2 separate regions of the Mus musculus genome follow, and region 2 is linked to region 1. Evidence: chromatin contacts called from public HiChIP or PLAC-seq data. All regions are on one chromosome and are shown on one strand. The core of a region is the stretch at or near the end of the contact, and the rest is flanking DNA. Distances in the headings are between cores, read along the strand shown. Region 1 has its middle 25 kb from the start of Spry2. Region 2 has its middle 57 kb from the start of Trim52.

The links. HiChIP or PLAC-seq counts read pairs in DNA pulled down with a chosen protein or histone mark.
Region 2: a contact with region 1 is called in a CTCF HiChIP or PLAC-seq map of the NIH/3T3 cell line, with 9 read pairs. The contact joins two enhancer-like sites.

What each region holds. Positions count from the first base shown.
Region 1 is chr14:105,917,667-105,925,539 of GRCm38.p6, forward strand. No RefSeq gene overlaps it. Among named protein-coding and RNA genes, the nearest start is that of Spry2, 25 kb to the left of the region's middle. Within about 2 kb of position 4,990, at least 153 of the 459 cell types and tissues checked have an H3K27ac peak or open chromatin away from gene starts, as enhancers often do. A contact at or near this core is called in the NIH/3T3 cell line, where this site is marked.
Region 2 is chr14:106,159,687-106,167,559 of GRCm38.p6, forward strand. No RefSeq gene overlaps it. Among named protein-coding and RNA genes, the nearest start is that of Trim52, 57 kb to the left of the region's middle. Within about 2 kb of position 2,820, at least 31 of the 459 cell types and tissues checked have an H3K27ac peak or open chromatin away from gene starts, as enhancers often do. A contact at or near this core is called in the NIH/3T3 cell line, where this site is marked.

The DNA.
Region 1 (7,873 bases), core at 3,740-6,239:
TCATCATTGTCGATAGTCATCACAGGGATCACTGAGAACAAAAATTGACAACAGAAGATAAAGAAAACAAAGTGTAAGCAGGTGAAAGTGGGTGCTAAACTAGGCTAATGCCTGCTTGATAGATTTCCCAGGTATCTTCTGCGTCCCTTGGTTGTAAAATCAGGTATCGTGAGTACTAATAACGATGGCAACATTCAGTGCTTACATCAGCCCTGCCCTGCCCCCTCCAAGAGCCAGTCAGCAGCCTTTATCATTACATGAGAGCTTACGGGTGTGTGTGGGGTGGGGTGGGGATGGGGGGCTCTCACAAACTTTGGAAAGCCACTCAAAACTAACTTTCATCAATGTTGGCTGTTCTCGGCCAGTGATAGTATCGGACTGTAGTATTTGACTTTCATGGGATTCTGGCCTGAGACTCCAGTTGCAAAGAGTCCTAGATGGAAGAGCAGGCTACGCCTAACCTGTATTTGAACATAGAATCACAAGGATATGGTTACCTTGTCAACCAATTTTCAGTTAAAGTCTCGGGGAAAGTTATCTAATCCTGCTCTCAGAAACCGAGGGATGTGTGAAGATATGGCACAAGAAGCTCCAAGGTAAACCCAGTCCATCAGACTTTATTTTGGCTTGGCACAAACAGCCGAGTGAATAAATAAATAAAATAATAAATGTGGCATTCAACACTTAATTTGGATTTGTTTTAGAGCTTTTGAGGAATGTGTTCTCATGCCTATACCTTGAGCACTGAAGTGGAAATGAATAGAAAATACTAGGAAAGACAGGTGTGGTGTGTCCTACCTTGTCCTATCAGTCAATCTTCCGGATGTATAAGTCCTGGAGGATCCGGAGTTCTCGGTTATCCTCAGAGACATAGCAAGTTTGAGGCCATTGTGGACTACTTCAATAACAAACCAACCAAAAAATGCCCATGTCCCACCCTTTGGGGTAAAGAACAGCACACACACACACAAAGTACTGTAACATCTTATACCCTCAGTTTCCTCGCTGAGCAGGGCATAGTAGTCATGAGAATGACATGGAAACAGTTGTGTTTTATAAAAAGATAAGGAGAAAAGGAATATGTTGGTGGAGGCATGGTATGGTGTAAGGGAAGGGGGCGCTTCTATGCTGAGGCATCCCTTCCCCCTCTGAAGTACAGTATAGAACAGTTTATTCAGGAAATGGGAAGGGGAGGGGAGGGGAGGGGGGAGGGGAGAGGGGAGAGAGAGAGAGAGAGAGAGAGAGAGAGAGAGAGAGAGAGAGGCTGGCCGTGAGCACATTGAGGGGGGAAGGGGAATGAATGGAGAGAGAGGGAGAGAGAGAGAGAGAGAGAGAGAGAGAGAGAGTGAGAGAGAGAGAGAGAGAGAGAGAGTAAGGACCAGGAGTAAGAGGGCAAGAGAGAGGGGAGGGAACAGGTGGCCCCTTTTATAGTGAGTCAGGCACACCTCGCTATTGCCAGGTAACTGTGGGGCTATGAAAGGCCATCAGAAACCAGGTGTGGTGGCCCCTGCCGGGGAATGTTAGCACTCCAGAGGCTGACCAGGAGGATTGGAGTTTGAAGACACCATGGACTAGATAATGAGATCTTGTCTCAAAAAGAATTGGATGGGATGTCCGTCCTTAAAAACAATAATTGTAGCTGGCTCCTGAATTTTAACAAAAAACATTTTTTTTTTCCGTTTGCATGACTTAAAATTTTAGAGAAATGTATACATCCAACAGGAGACCTGATCTTTGACCTCTGGTTTCAGTTGCTCCAAGGGTTCTTTAGGAACAGGCCTGCAAGTGGTGGCGCACATCCATCTGTCATCCCAGCGCTTGGGAGGCGGAGGCGGCCAACTTGGTCCACATGGGTTCCAGCACAGCCAGCGCTATATAATAGAGAGAACCCATCTCAAAACAACAACTGCCACCAGCGTTCTATAAAGTAAATGATTAAGGACCCATTTCTGCTAGTCATTACCAAAATTAACATTTCACGCGATTACATTGATTTTTTTTTTTAAAGCAGGTAACCAAGAATACACATAAGGGTTATTTCTTTCATAAGGGTCAATGGGGAGGCATGCTTGTGGCTGCCGAGAACTGACAGAGAGCCTCTGGTGTCAGGCAAGTACCCAACCATTGAACTATGCGTTCTCAGCCTGACAACTTGCTCTTCTCGACTTAGAAAACCCAAACTGCAGTTTTACTAATTCAACAATAAACATAAATCGCATAACTATTCAACCAGAAATTTACATTTATGAAAATTCTGTTCCTTGGGAACATGACATAGGCAAGATTGCATACCATGATCGAAATAAGGCACACAAAAGTGACAACAGACCCCACACACATCACCTTCTTGGAACTCAGACTTGATGGCCAAGCTGAGCACCCTGGAAGGATCCTCAAATACTTTCCAAATATAAGAAGGGTACCAAAGGAGAGGGGAAAACTTTTCCTAAAAAAACAAACCAAACAATCAGAAAACAACAAACAAACGCTCAAAAAACAAAACCAAAAGCCCCCCCAGGGGCATCAGCAGTTAAGAAAAGAGCGCTTCCTCCGCAGTTGGTCACAGGGTTCATCCTCTTGTCAGGCCAAAGCAGGTGCAGGCCTGTTGGGCGACCTGGTCTTCCTCCTTCCTGCATCTCTGTTTTCCAGGTTCTCACCTTTTCAGACCTCGATTTGTATTTGTATACATGTGTGATCCTCCGGCCATTGGGTCATTGGCTTTTTACCCAGGCCCTTTCCTCACATCCTTTTCCTTCCTCCCTTTGGCAGCCGGTGGTGCATCTTCCTGCCTTGAATACCGCATTCCCTAGTTATTCAAGCTCAGTCATTAGCACCCCGACCCCCTACAAAAATTATGAATGAAAAGCCTTGTTGTTCTTTACAAATAACTCGGGCTGCCTCAGTCAGTCAAATTCGAATGGAAGTGACTGCCAGACAAAGGAGCGGGATGACGGACAGTCCTCACAGCAAGTCATCAATGCTCACAGGAAGTTTTTAAAGCCACAATATAGGTAAGGGAAGCCTGGGCGTTGTGGCGGGACAAGCCCGCAGAAGGGGGTTGGGAGCCCCGGGGCTCTTTGTGTCTGTGTGGATCTCAGAAAAGGAAACCTGCTTGGAAGTTCTGAGACAACAACGTCCAGAATCTGTTTGCCCTGGAGAGCATTTGAAACCGGTCCCTGGGAGATGCTCTCACCTTACGGCAATTCTGGTTCGGACTGACACACACAGACAAAAGTGAAGGCACCAACCATTTACTGGGTTTTCAATGCTGAGCTGGGCAAGAGTGGGTTAGAAACTCCGAGCTGCACAGCACCCCGCTGAGAAGTTGCTTTGTCCTGGGCCCCTCTTTCACAACAGGGGAAAAGGTAATTGGCAGCCCGATTGTTTAGCCGGGACCCCTGCTGTTTTAGAATCCTGGAAGGCCCCAGTCACACGTTGTCAATAATGGCCCTCAGAGGTGAGGAGTGAAGGAGGGCTGTTCGGGAAACAGTTTGAGCCCTTCAAGTGGACAGGCCTCAGTGACTTCTGCGCTCTGCCTGCCACGGGCAGCTCATTCAAAAATAACCTTAAAGTAATAAATCAAACTCGTTTCCTGAACTATACAAGGAACAGCTGCTTATTTTTCCTCACTTTTTTTTTCAAAGCAGAGAGAGAGAGAGAGAGAGAGAGAGATTTCATTTTTTTCATTTTTTTTTTTTTTAACTACAGGAAACCAAGCATGTCAAAATTTGGCAAAGCAGTTTGGATGATTTAAAAGCTAAACACTCCTCTTTATAATGCTAGACGTCCATTGGCCTCCCCCCCCCCCCCACTTATTTAAACGTTTATTTTTGCAATCCGTTTGTTGCAACAAATGGCCCTTATCCGGTTCTCCCTGTTTTTGAAAGGAAGATGACGGGGGTGGGGGTGGGGTGGGGGTGGGGGCAGTTTCTAAAGCATTGGTCCATTGGCTCAATGATTTTACAGGTACCAGTTCTTTTCTAAGGTTCTGCAGCAATTTGATGGGGGCTTCGGATGTTACCGCATTTGTTTCTTCTGAGAGCCCGTTTTTTTTTTTTTTTTTTTTTTTTTTTTTGGAGTTTTGATGAGACCAGTAGTTTTTCTTCAGTCTCTTGATTTAGGAACTCCATGCTAGAGTCTTTGCCACCATAGAGGAGATCTTTTCTCTTCAGAAAAAACAATTTGCAACTTTTCAGTCTCTTTGGGGGTCCTTGTGTGTCTATCTTCCTCCTTGGATATGTTTACTCTCCAGATAAGAGCAGCTAGCCTCTGATTTCTTTGCCAATGATTAAACATCTGTAAGGGACACAGGATATAAAAAGAATTCTCTTCTGTAATGATTAGTGTGTTTCTTTGTTTTATAAATAGCTAGTATTGAGAAAAGGATCCATTTTTAATGAGAACCATAATAGAAGTTATTCTAAAAATTTTTAAAAATATGACAAGATATTTTCTAATAAATCATAGAATGCCTTCCTAGAAATTAGGGTTTTCATATCTTGTATACAATAAGAGTTAAGAAAGAAACATACTTTAGGGCCTCTGATTTTTACATACTATATATATTTCAAATCATTTAAACATAAGCAGCTCATCTTAAAATTAATTCTAAGGTTATTAATATCCCATTGTACAACATACCTTGATTACTATCATTGTTTAGAAGTATCGTTTGTCATGATTCAGTAGTAGAGGAGAAATGATGGATGGAGTAGTGGGATGTTTAGTGTCTAATTACCGATGAATTTCTTTTTCTTCCTGATTTGGTTAGAGGTTATCCGTGACTAGATGCTTGTCATGAAAGGCATGTCTACAGGAAGACGGTGAAATTCCGTTTGCAGTAGAATCACTGTTGTTGTATTTGCAGGGAAGTACACTGCTGTGGTAGCACAAATAAGTCAAAGTTTGTGCCACATGGTTAGGTCAGTGTACTTTGTACACTCACAGTGTCCCCCCGGACTGTTTTAACAGTGAGTTCAGCAGTGGGTGTGGTTTCCATATGAATAGCTCTTCCTCCTATGGCCGTTGTTCACTCTGAGACTGTTTGGATATAACTTCTCCTCAGGTTCAACATTTGAGGCTCAAATGTGATCTATCTAGGAGGAATTCTTGAGAACTGTATTAACATGTTTGAAAGAACTGGATTTACTGAACACACTACTGTGTCAGAAAGGATTCCTTGAACGCTTGGACGGTTTCTAAACATAGTTTATAAATAAGGATATAAATTATCTGTGAATTAACACACAAACGACTTGGAAATGTCGAGGGCTCTGTCGTCTAGATGACTCATTTCACCCCCATTGAGTCACAGCTTCCTCTTGCTAACAGATGCTTAGAAATGGACTGGTTCGGTGAATTTCAAAGCAGCTGGAACCTCCGTGGCCTTAGCATCTCCTTTTCTGGATCACTGCGGCCTCTGGGCCACATGTAGGGGTGAGCTAGGGAGAAAGGAGCTGTGCGCAGACTTGCCTCCTGGCCTCCTGCTTGGCTGCCACTCACACAGCTTGCCCCCAGAATGGACTTCCTGTGTTGTCAGTCTTACTCAGTATCTCACCAAGCACTCTTTGTCACTCAGCCTGAGACAGAAAGGGGCGAGATAACAAATCTAGACTGCTTGTGTTGATTTTGTGGATAACCTAAAGGGCTCTCGGGGGGGGGGGGGGGGGCCCACCTCTACTTCGGCAACAGCCTTTCCTGTGACATTGAGCCAGGCTTTGGACATCCCGTTCCTTGGTTTGTGTCAATGAGGAATGAGGACCGCGGTGCTGTGTCCTCTTACTTTATTACAAAGTGCAGTAACTCGAACATTTTTCTGAACATTGAAAGCCCTTAGCAAAGAAAACATAACGAAACGCAAATTACAACCACCACAAGAGACAGACGGTCTTTTCTGTTCTCAGGAGATGGGAAGGAAATCACAGCTCACTAATTACATTCTTTACCTCCAAAAAGAATATGTTGTAGTCATGTAAATAAGGTCTTCCCTTCCGTCATCCTTCCAGTTTCCCCTATTATTATTGTTGTTGTTATTGTTATTATTTGCCCACATCACCATCCTCTTCCTGCAGATTTCCTTCTTCTACGTGGGAGACCTTAACACTTATATGGGGTCAAAGTTCAACAGCAACTGGCATTAGTCAAGAACGTGTCTAGTAGGCACCGAGACAAATAAGGAGATCAACTGAGTGATGGGACTGCATAGCAAGTCATGGTGTGTTGGCTTCAGCAAATTCCCTGGGTTCAGAAATGAATTCACAGAGGTAGCGTTGGCAAGCAGGGTCTCTGGACTTTGGTGTCTTTATATCCTAGGATGCGTATTTATCCGGAGCTCTTTGCAAAGGGATTGGACAGGATGGAAACCATCGAGAAATTGAAAGATTCTTCCTGTTGTGTGGGAGAAAGTATCATATCTATACCTGTAGCCTTTACCTTCCTTTGGTTAAACAATGAAAGTAGGCTCAGTGCACCTGGGAGAGAAACACTGGATCATTCCATTGCATTAGAATTTATAAAATATTCCAAAAATTCGAGAATGTATTTTAATTTCACGTAACAAAAAAAATCCCCCTTTAAGCGGTTGAGTTTATTGCTGCTATCTTGTGTTATGAAGACACTAGCAATATCAATCGTGACTTAGAAATCAGTTTACCTCGTCTTCCTCATGACATCTCAGGAAGGGACCTGCACACGGGCTCCCCATGCATCACGCATGCGCACCGTTTCCATGTGGACCGCAGCACCTGCACGGCAGGGCTGAACTCCTGAGCTCTGCACAGGAAGTACTTATACTACGTGTCCTAACGTTGTGCTTATTTCATTTTTCCTCCCAAAGACGTTATTCGATATTGGGTAGGAAACACTCAGAGATGATCCACATAGGACATATATTCACATATACATATACTTTTTAAAAATAAGTTATAAGACACATTCCAGTCTGTTCATAATATGGATCAGAATAGAAGGTAGATTATTAACTTTGTAAGCATTTTTCCCCCGGGTTTGTTTCGCCTTTATACCAGACATGCATTACTTTTTTTTTTTTTTAACTAAAATGTGAATAAAGAAAATGTTTTGACACTTGTTCAATAAAAGTGACTTTTGAGACAATTTACCAGTGGCAAATAATATTTGTGATTTATCATTTTTGTCAATCATGATAAAGGATCTGAAAATCCAGGAGAAAAGGCTTTTTTTTTTTTTTTTTTTTTTTTAAAGGCACACATTCAAACCCACAATGGTTGTGCTCCCTCTGCTGGCTCTACTGGGACAGTTTGGGAGGATAGAATAATAGCAAAGAAAATTCTGATTTTTGTGTGTGTTTTACATATTGTTTTGACAGAGACGTTTCTCCTGACAGAAAGTTTTAGGTTAGTTGGTAACATTTCCCCTAATATTTAGTAGTGATGCTGAAGCAGGCCTAGATTACTGTCATATTTTAAGTGAATTTCCTTTCTTATGTTAAGTAGAGCATAAAATGTAGCAATTATTTCTCCCCCATATTTTCCTCTGTTTGGGTACAGTCTCACTATATAGGCCATGCTGGTCTCGGCCTCCTAAGTACTGGGATTACAGGTGTGTATCGCCATGCCCAGTTCAAAATACAACAATTTTATTTTGTTGAAAAAAATTTTTTTTTTGTTAAAGATAACCTTGTATAACTAGTTATTGATAATTTGGTGTTTTCATCATTCATTCCAGTGTGTGTGTGTGTGTGTGTGTGTGTGTGTGTGGTATATGAAGATGTGTGTCTGTGTGTGTGTGTGTGCATGAGTGTGTGTATGTGTGTGCACATGTGTGTATGTGGTATATGAATGTGCGTGTGTGTGCATATGTGTGTGCCTGTATGAGTCTGTGTTCATGTATGTGG
Region 2 (7,873 bases), core at 1,570-4,069, 240 kb after region 1:
TTCAATATTGTTTTCATCAGATTCTCATCACAGCTTCAGTGCCTGCAGCAGATAACATCTTAGGAAGTCTGGTCCAGGTCACCCTTCCTCCAGACACACTGGATATGATCTTAATTGCTAAGGATATTAAGAGTAGATAATAAGATAATGAGCGAAGCAACAGGCATACGGTGTGGTAATTATCAGTCTGGGGCCTGGGAGCTTTCAGAGGGATATTGAGTAACAGGACTCGGAGGCTTATGTGTTTTAAGTCTTTATCCACAGTGAACTGATGGATATATTTATTAAGATAACAAAGAGTTCATGCGCACATTCAGACCCACTCGAGAAGACTGGAAGACTATTTAAATCATCGCTGTAGCTTGCTTATGAATCAGGGTTGCTTGTAAACTAAAGTGCAACGACACCTATAACACAGAGGCAGGTAAACAAAGAGAACCTGTGTGGCGTGTAAAAGAACTATAACTCCTACAAACTGCCCACAGCTCGGAAAGCAGTTTGCTGAGAAACCTTTTTACAGTAGGCCACGTTGGAGCCATGATAATTAACTAAGCAAAGAATTCAAATTATGCTCAACTGATTTCACCAACTTTCCTCGGGGAGCTGTAATGCTTGGCCTTCTGTATCAGGACACTGTTGAGTCAGTGCCTTCACAATACCATGTAAGCACACAGTATATGACTTATATCTTGTCTATAAACCCTTAAATTCAATATTTCAAATGGTTGGAAATCAGCAGAGAGTCTCTCATAAGTAATAAACACAGTTGAGCATTAACTGTGGAAATATAGAGCCATAGCAAATTCTACTAAGTAAATAGTTATGTCCACACAAAACTACTGATTGAAAAGAAAACTCACCAGTATTTTCTTATAGTAACAATATAATTTTATTAACTAAAATTTTGTACGTTTATGCATAATGTCACCAATAAAACAAAGTACTAGTTCAGCAACGTATTCACAATGAATCTGAGCCTAGTAACCAGTATCTCTGCTTTATTAGGACTCAAGTGTTTTTTTTTTTTTTTAAATCAATTCTGAGAAGGATGTCATTTATGAGTTTCTAGTGTGAATCCCAGGAATCTCTTATCCTTCAATAAACTGGTCTGGGATGTGGGTCAATTTCCATTTAACCAGGTTAAGTTTCTCTGAAAGTTACCTAATATGATCTGGCAAAATGCAATATAAATAGTAAAATACTATGTTAAAAAATAAAAAACATAGACCGTTGTGCCATAGACCGTTGTGTCATAGACCGTTGCTTCCTAAAAGGACACAATAATGTGATTTTTATTATAGTTGGACAATCTATAACACAACCAGTATTATAATCTCCCTGTCCGTCCTATTTTAGTGACTTGTGCTAGCTTATATTTTAGTTTTGAGTCCTTTGTCTTTTACAAAGTTACGGTAAAAAGCTACATTTGGAGGTGGCAGTACGGCTCCCATTGTGAAAGTGCTTGTCACAGTGAGATTTGTAGAACCCAAGTGAAGGTGGACGGAAAGAGCTGACTCTACATGCATGCTGTAGCACCCCTCAGAAACAAGTATTTTGAAAACCCCCGTATTTCTATACGCGATTGTTTTTGGTACATATACAAACGTTTATTTCCACTTTCAGATTCTTTTAAAAGCCGTTTATCTAGTCTTCTATTCTCTCGTCTGTCAGACTTCTGACAGTTCTACTTGTGTCTGGCCGGGATCATTGTGTTTTATTTTAACATCGTTGTCCAGATGATCTCAAACCTTAAAATTACTCCAATATGATATTTCTTTTCATGCTCTGTACTGATGAAGATTGCTAGAAAAGTTTAAGTATCCTATATGTATGCATACTTTTGCAGGTGTCCTGTCTGGCCCTACCTGGAATCATGTAACCACAGGTAAAATGGATACTGCTGCCAAGATCACTGTGTTTGTGAAGTCTGTATGCAGTGCCTACAGGCTTTCCTCTCTCCCTGCACTCCACAGACTCTAACCTTTGCCTCTTAATTCCATTGCTCTTTCCCCCATGTTTATTCCAGGCAGCTCTGCTCATTCTTACCCACTGTCAAAGTAATCTTCAGGAGTTACCATGTTCAAATGGAGTCTATGATATAGTGACTATCCCAAATTTTTATACTTTCCCTGTAGATGCCTCAGAAAGGTGGTATTTTCGGGTTCCATCCTTTTGAGTAGATCCTAGTTGTCCAACAATTCTTCTTGGCTAGTCTAATTCATTTTCTTTTCAGAGTGCAGAAACTAAAAGCACTGCTAGCTTTGTCAAATTCATTCTAGCCTTTTTTTCTTGTAATCAATGACTTAATTACTGGGAATTAAAAATACTTTTTAAATTTTTATATAGAAAGCTAGTTACTGGAGAAAAATTTAATTACTAGAGAAAAATTTATGACAACGTGTATTTTCCATTGGCATTATTTCTGACCTGTCTTGTTTCTTTCTACACATATAAGAAAGCATTTCTCTAGCATGTGTAAAGGTACCCTTCTCTTTTCTCTGTTGTCATTCCAGCCTTCTCTTTAGCCAAAGCTCATTGTGTGTGTGTGAGGTCTTTCCTATTGCTTGTAACACCTATCATCTGTGTCCTATTTATTTATTTAGCCTGGTTTCATGTATCACACACCCCCTTTAAGATGGATTGCTTTCGTTTGTATCATGTTTCCATTTGCTTATGCTATTTGTAGCAATATTCATTGTGCTTTTATTCCATGTTAATTCAGCTGCATAACTCCTTCAGCCTCTTCATCCCTACCAGCAGAATCACTCTCCAATTCCTGTTTTGTCACTAATCAGCTTACAATCCTTTACTGGCTCCCCGGTGCTCTTTAGCTTCCAAACTCCTTTGGCATGACTCACAAGGCTCTTGATCTGGAGCCTGCTGTCTAGTTTTGCTTCCTTTCTGAATACGTGAAAACTGGAATTCTGAACTCTAGCCAGAAAAAGCCACCTTTACCAGTGGCTTTATTTCTCTTGTTCTTGCTCTCAAATCTTAAATATTTTTCCCCCAAGAAATTTTAGCTCTCTTCATTAACTTTTACATGCCAGAGCTTAACTTATATATGACTGCTTGCTGGAAGCCTTACTGTCTTTCTCTTGTTCATCTATGCCCCAACTCTACATATTTCTCAGCTCACAGGATGTTATTTCTCTATCTTATTTACTCCTTCCATTTGCCTGTTTAGTAGTCTGTATGTCTACTATATACTAGCCATAGTTAGGCAGGTAGCTCAATATCTCGAAGGTTCTTCAATCAAATGTGATAAATCAATCAATTGATTATGCAGTTAGTCCATGCAGAATAAATTGCTAAATGGGACTGTAATATTCTCAAGCAATTCTGTAGATCAGTGGTTTCTCAACCTATGGGTAGGAAAAACTGTAATTTTAACGAATCCCCCCCCCCTTTTTTTTTGCTTGTCTCATTTTTTGCCCCTCAAGTAGCCTAATTTTCTCCAATTTTACTTTCATCTAATGTCTGTTAACAAGTGTTCTGATGTGAACTTGGCTTTTGGTAAAGGAACTTATTTGTGGCTTTTGTATTATCTTTTCTTCTCTCCTTACTACATTATGATTCATAACTGCAAACTTACAGTTATGATGTAGTAACAAAAATAATTTTATGGTTGGGAATCACCACAACATGAGGAACTGTATTAAAAGATTGCAACATTAGGAAGGCTGAGAACAACTGCCATAGTTGAAGGGCTTCTTGGAGGGATGTTTTGAGTCACTGTCTTGCTATGTAACCCTATATGGCAGGACTCCTGCCTGACCCTTCTGAAATTACCAGGAAGTAGCAGGGGTCTTTCCTTCAAACTAGGCAGTTAAGCAAGAAATTTTATGAAATAGTAGTATCCTGACAGATTACCTTATCTCCATTTGTTCATACTTTCTCATTTATGCTGGTTCTTTATAGTAGAGTCTGTGTCATCATGGCGCTCCTTGCTGCTTTATTTTCCTTATGAAGTAACCACATCCAAATTTTCCCTTCCTGTCTCCAGCTGTCAGTGTCCACTTCCTGTCTCCAGCTGTCAGTGTCCACTTCCTGTCTCCAGCTGTCTGTCAGTGTCCACTTCCTGTCTCCAGCTGTCAGTGTCCACTTCCTGTCTCCAGCTGTCAGTGTCCACTTCCTGTCTCCAGCTGTCTGTCAGTGTCCACTTCCTGTCTCCAGCTGTCAGTGTCCACTTCCTGTCTCCAGCTGTCAGTGTCCACTTCCTGTCTCCAGCTGTCTGTCAGTGTCCACTTCCTGTCTCCAGCTGTCAGTGTCCACTTCCTGTCTCCAGCTGTCTGTCAGTGTCCACTTCCTGTCTCCAGCTGTCAGTGTCCACTTCCTGTCTCCAGCTGTCTGTCAGTGTACACTTCCTGTCTCTAGCTGTCAGTGTCCACTTCCTGTCTCCAGCTGTCTGTCAGTGTACACTTTCTGTCTCCAGCTGTCTGTCAGTGTCCACTTCCTGTCTCCAGCTGTCAGTGTACACTTTCTGTCTCCAGCTGTCAGTGTACACTTCCTGTCTCCAGTTGTCTGTCAGTGTACACTTCCTGTCTCCAGCTGTCTGTCAGTGTACACTTCCTGTCTCCAGCTGTCTGTCAGTGTACACTTCCTGTCTCCAGCTGTCTGTCAGTATATACTTCCTGTCTCCAGCTGTCAGTGTACACTTCCTGTCTCCAGCTGTCATTGTATACTGCTGTACTGGCTGGTTTTGTGTCAACTTGACACAGCTGGAGTTATCACAGAGAAAGGAGCTTCAGTTGGGGAAATGCCTCCATGAGATCCAGCTGTAAGGCATTTTCTCAATTAGTGATCAAGGGGGAAAGGCCCCTTGTGGGTGGTGCCATCTCTGGGCTGGTAGTCTTGGTTCTATAAGAGAGCAAGCTGAGCAAGCCAGGGGAAGCAGTCAAGCTGGTAAGTAACATCCCTCCATGGCCTCTGCATCAGCTCCTGCTTTCTGACCTGTTTGAGTTCCAGTCCTGACTTCCCTTGGTGATGAACAGCAGCATGGAAGTGTAAGCCGAATAAACCCTTTCCTCCCCAACTTGCTTCTTGGTCATGATGTTTGTGCAGGAATAGAAACTCTGACTAAGACAACTTCTGACCCACTTCTATTTAGCTTATTGCTGAGATTGTGTGGCTGATATTACACATACTTCGATATCAATGCATTGTAGATCAGATAGAACAATAAGTACAAAATTTCTTCTTTGTCTCTGTCCCAAAGGCTGTGTGAACAGTAGTGTCATGAATGCATCCTGTAGTAGATGAATGACAGATATTTTTGGCTCAGAAATTTTAGAAATCTCTTCAGCTAACTTTATAGAAGGATTAGCTATCAATGTAACCTTCTCATTAGAAGTTTCAGGGGAAAGGATAAAAAGAAAAATTATAATTCTAATGAATCCCTTTCTTTTCCCATCTCTTCTTCATGCCTCAAGCAGTCTAATTTTTTTCAAATTTTATTTTCATCTGATGGCAGTTGACAAGTATTCTGAAGCAAGCATGGCTTTTTGGTAAATATTTCTTATTTATGGCTTTTGTATTATCCTTTCTTCTCTCCTTATGTATGTAGTATATGTGTCTAGTAAGTTTCATGGAAATAAAATTATTGTTAAAAATCTTTGCAACCAAGAAATAATTTGTAGAAAAATAAAATCAGCATCAACTATTGATCCATTTTCAGTGTAGTCACTCAAATAGCATTTGGTGACAAAAACTGTGGACGCAGATATTGCCATCCAGTGGAATGTCATTGTAGGATGTATTTTCTCTAGGCTAGGTCCCTCTTCCCGCACGGATATTACAGTTTCACCTACGAAGTGTATGAGATAGTTAATAATTTTCTTTTCCATGTTGGAAACTGGGGAGGTTAACAGTAGCTACTCCAGTTTCTCCTAACAGGGTGTCAGCTCCTTCAGGCCAAAGGGAGTGACTTGCATCATCTTCTTCCCTGCATATGTGCATTTGTGTATGGTAATTTTCAGGAAAAGCATGTGAACTTGAAATACCTGGGAAGGGCTACAAATTTCCTGACCTCTCGTTTAACATTCTTTTCATTGCACTCTTTTGCTTTATAAACAGAGCATTACCAATTGGAAGTGGGCTCTGTATTAAATCTGACTTACTACCCATAGCCTTGGGCAGCATGTGATTTCTAAATAGGCATGGGGTTAGAGTGGAAAGGGAATTTTGCATCAATCACATCTCAAACTTTTGTTTATAGCCACTCTAGTTGATTTTTGGCTCTTCTCATTCTTAACAAAATCCAGGTCATTACCAAGATGTAGATTATAACCAGCACTGTTGATCTTAGGCCAAAACTTGGACTAGCTAATGACTTTCTGCTGCCACCATGTTTTAGTTTCAGCAACTAATCATGGCCAAGATTAATAATGGGCAAGATTTCATATTGCCTTCAGGGAAATATGTGAGGTGTTGAAATGGAAGGAGGCAAAGGGGGATATGGAGTATAAGGGGAAACTTGCCATTGACTGAGGAGAATGCATATGTACCTATAAGATACATGCACTGTAGATATGTGCATACATCTATATTGTACATAATCACTATGTTACAAAGCAGAATAACTCATTAGGAACTTGCAAGCAGCATGGTTAAAAAGATGCTGATCATCTGAACACAAGAGTGCATTAGGAACGGGTGTCAGACCAAACACCTAAGAGCAGGTACTTACTACATTTCATTCACATGAATATAAGGTGGTTTTTTAATTATTTAACTACTCTTGTGCAGAAAATATACGTATTGATTTAATCCAATTTTCTGAATTGATGATTGAACATTTGTGTAACTGACATGGCAAGATTTTCTATACTACATATTAAATCAACCCCATATACTATTCTTAATATCTTAGTTCCTACACATTTATCTTTAGATCATAGTATATAAAGAGTACATTTTAATATTTCAACTTTCTGAAACAGAAAAATTTGGAATAAAAACCTTAGTCTACTTTCTAAAGTTCAAATTGAACGTAATTTTGTGAATAGTTTTCTAAATAATTTTGTAAATATTTGGTATCATCACAAGTTTAGTGTATATATTAAAAGATGCAGTGCATGTAAGGTAGTTTATGTACTGGGGTCATAATTTTCTTCCAAAGTTAATATGCTGTGTTATACATGGAGGAGCACTTTGATTCAGTCTTCCAACTATTGTCTTTACTTTGTGATATGATAACTATTGAAATTTAAGGTGTTTAATACTTTTTTATAATAGTTTTGGTTTTTCTCCCTTTTATTGAAAGTAGATTATTTTTTTTCTCACAATATATCCCAATTACAGTTTCCCTTTCCTCTCCTCCTCCCTGTTCCTCCCCATCTCCCCTCCCACCTGGATCTGATTTCTTTCTGTCACATTAGAAAAGAAAAGACTTTTGGGAGATAACAACAAAATATAACAAAATAAAATATAAAATAAGCCAACAATCATAACATTGAACTTTGACAAGGCAACCCAACGAAGAATAGGTACAAGCATCAGAGGCCCACTCCTTTGCATACTCAGGAATCCCGTAAAAACACTAAGCTGAAAGTTATAACATATACAGAGAGGACCTGGTCCAGACCCATATAGGTCCTGTGCTTGGGGGTTTAGTCTCTAAGTTTATGTGAGCTTTGCTTGGTTCTTTTAGAGGGACTCTTCTGGTGTCCTTCATCTCTGGTTGTTACACATTTTTTGCCTCCTTTTCTGCCTCCTCTTTTGAGGGAATTCCCTGAAATCTGAGGTATGGGACTTGATGGAGACATACCATTTAGAGCTTTGTGTTCCAATCTCTCTCTTTCTCTCTGCATAACATCTGGCTTTGAGTCTCTGCATTTGTTGCCATCTGCTGTAGGAGCAAGCTTCTCTGAGGATG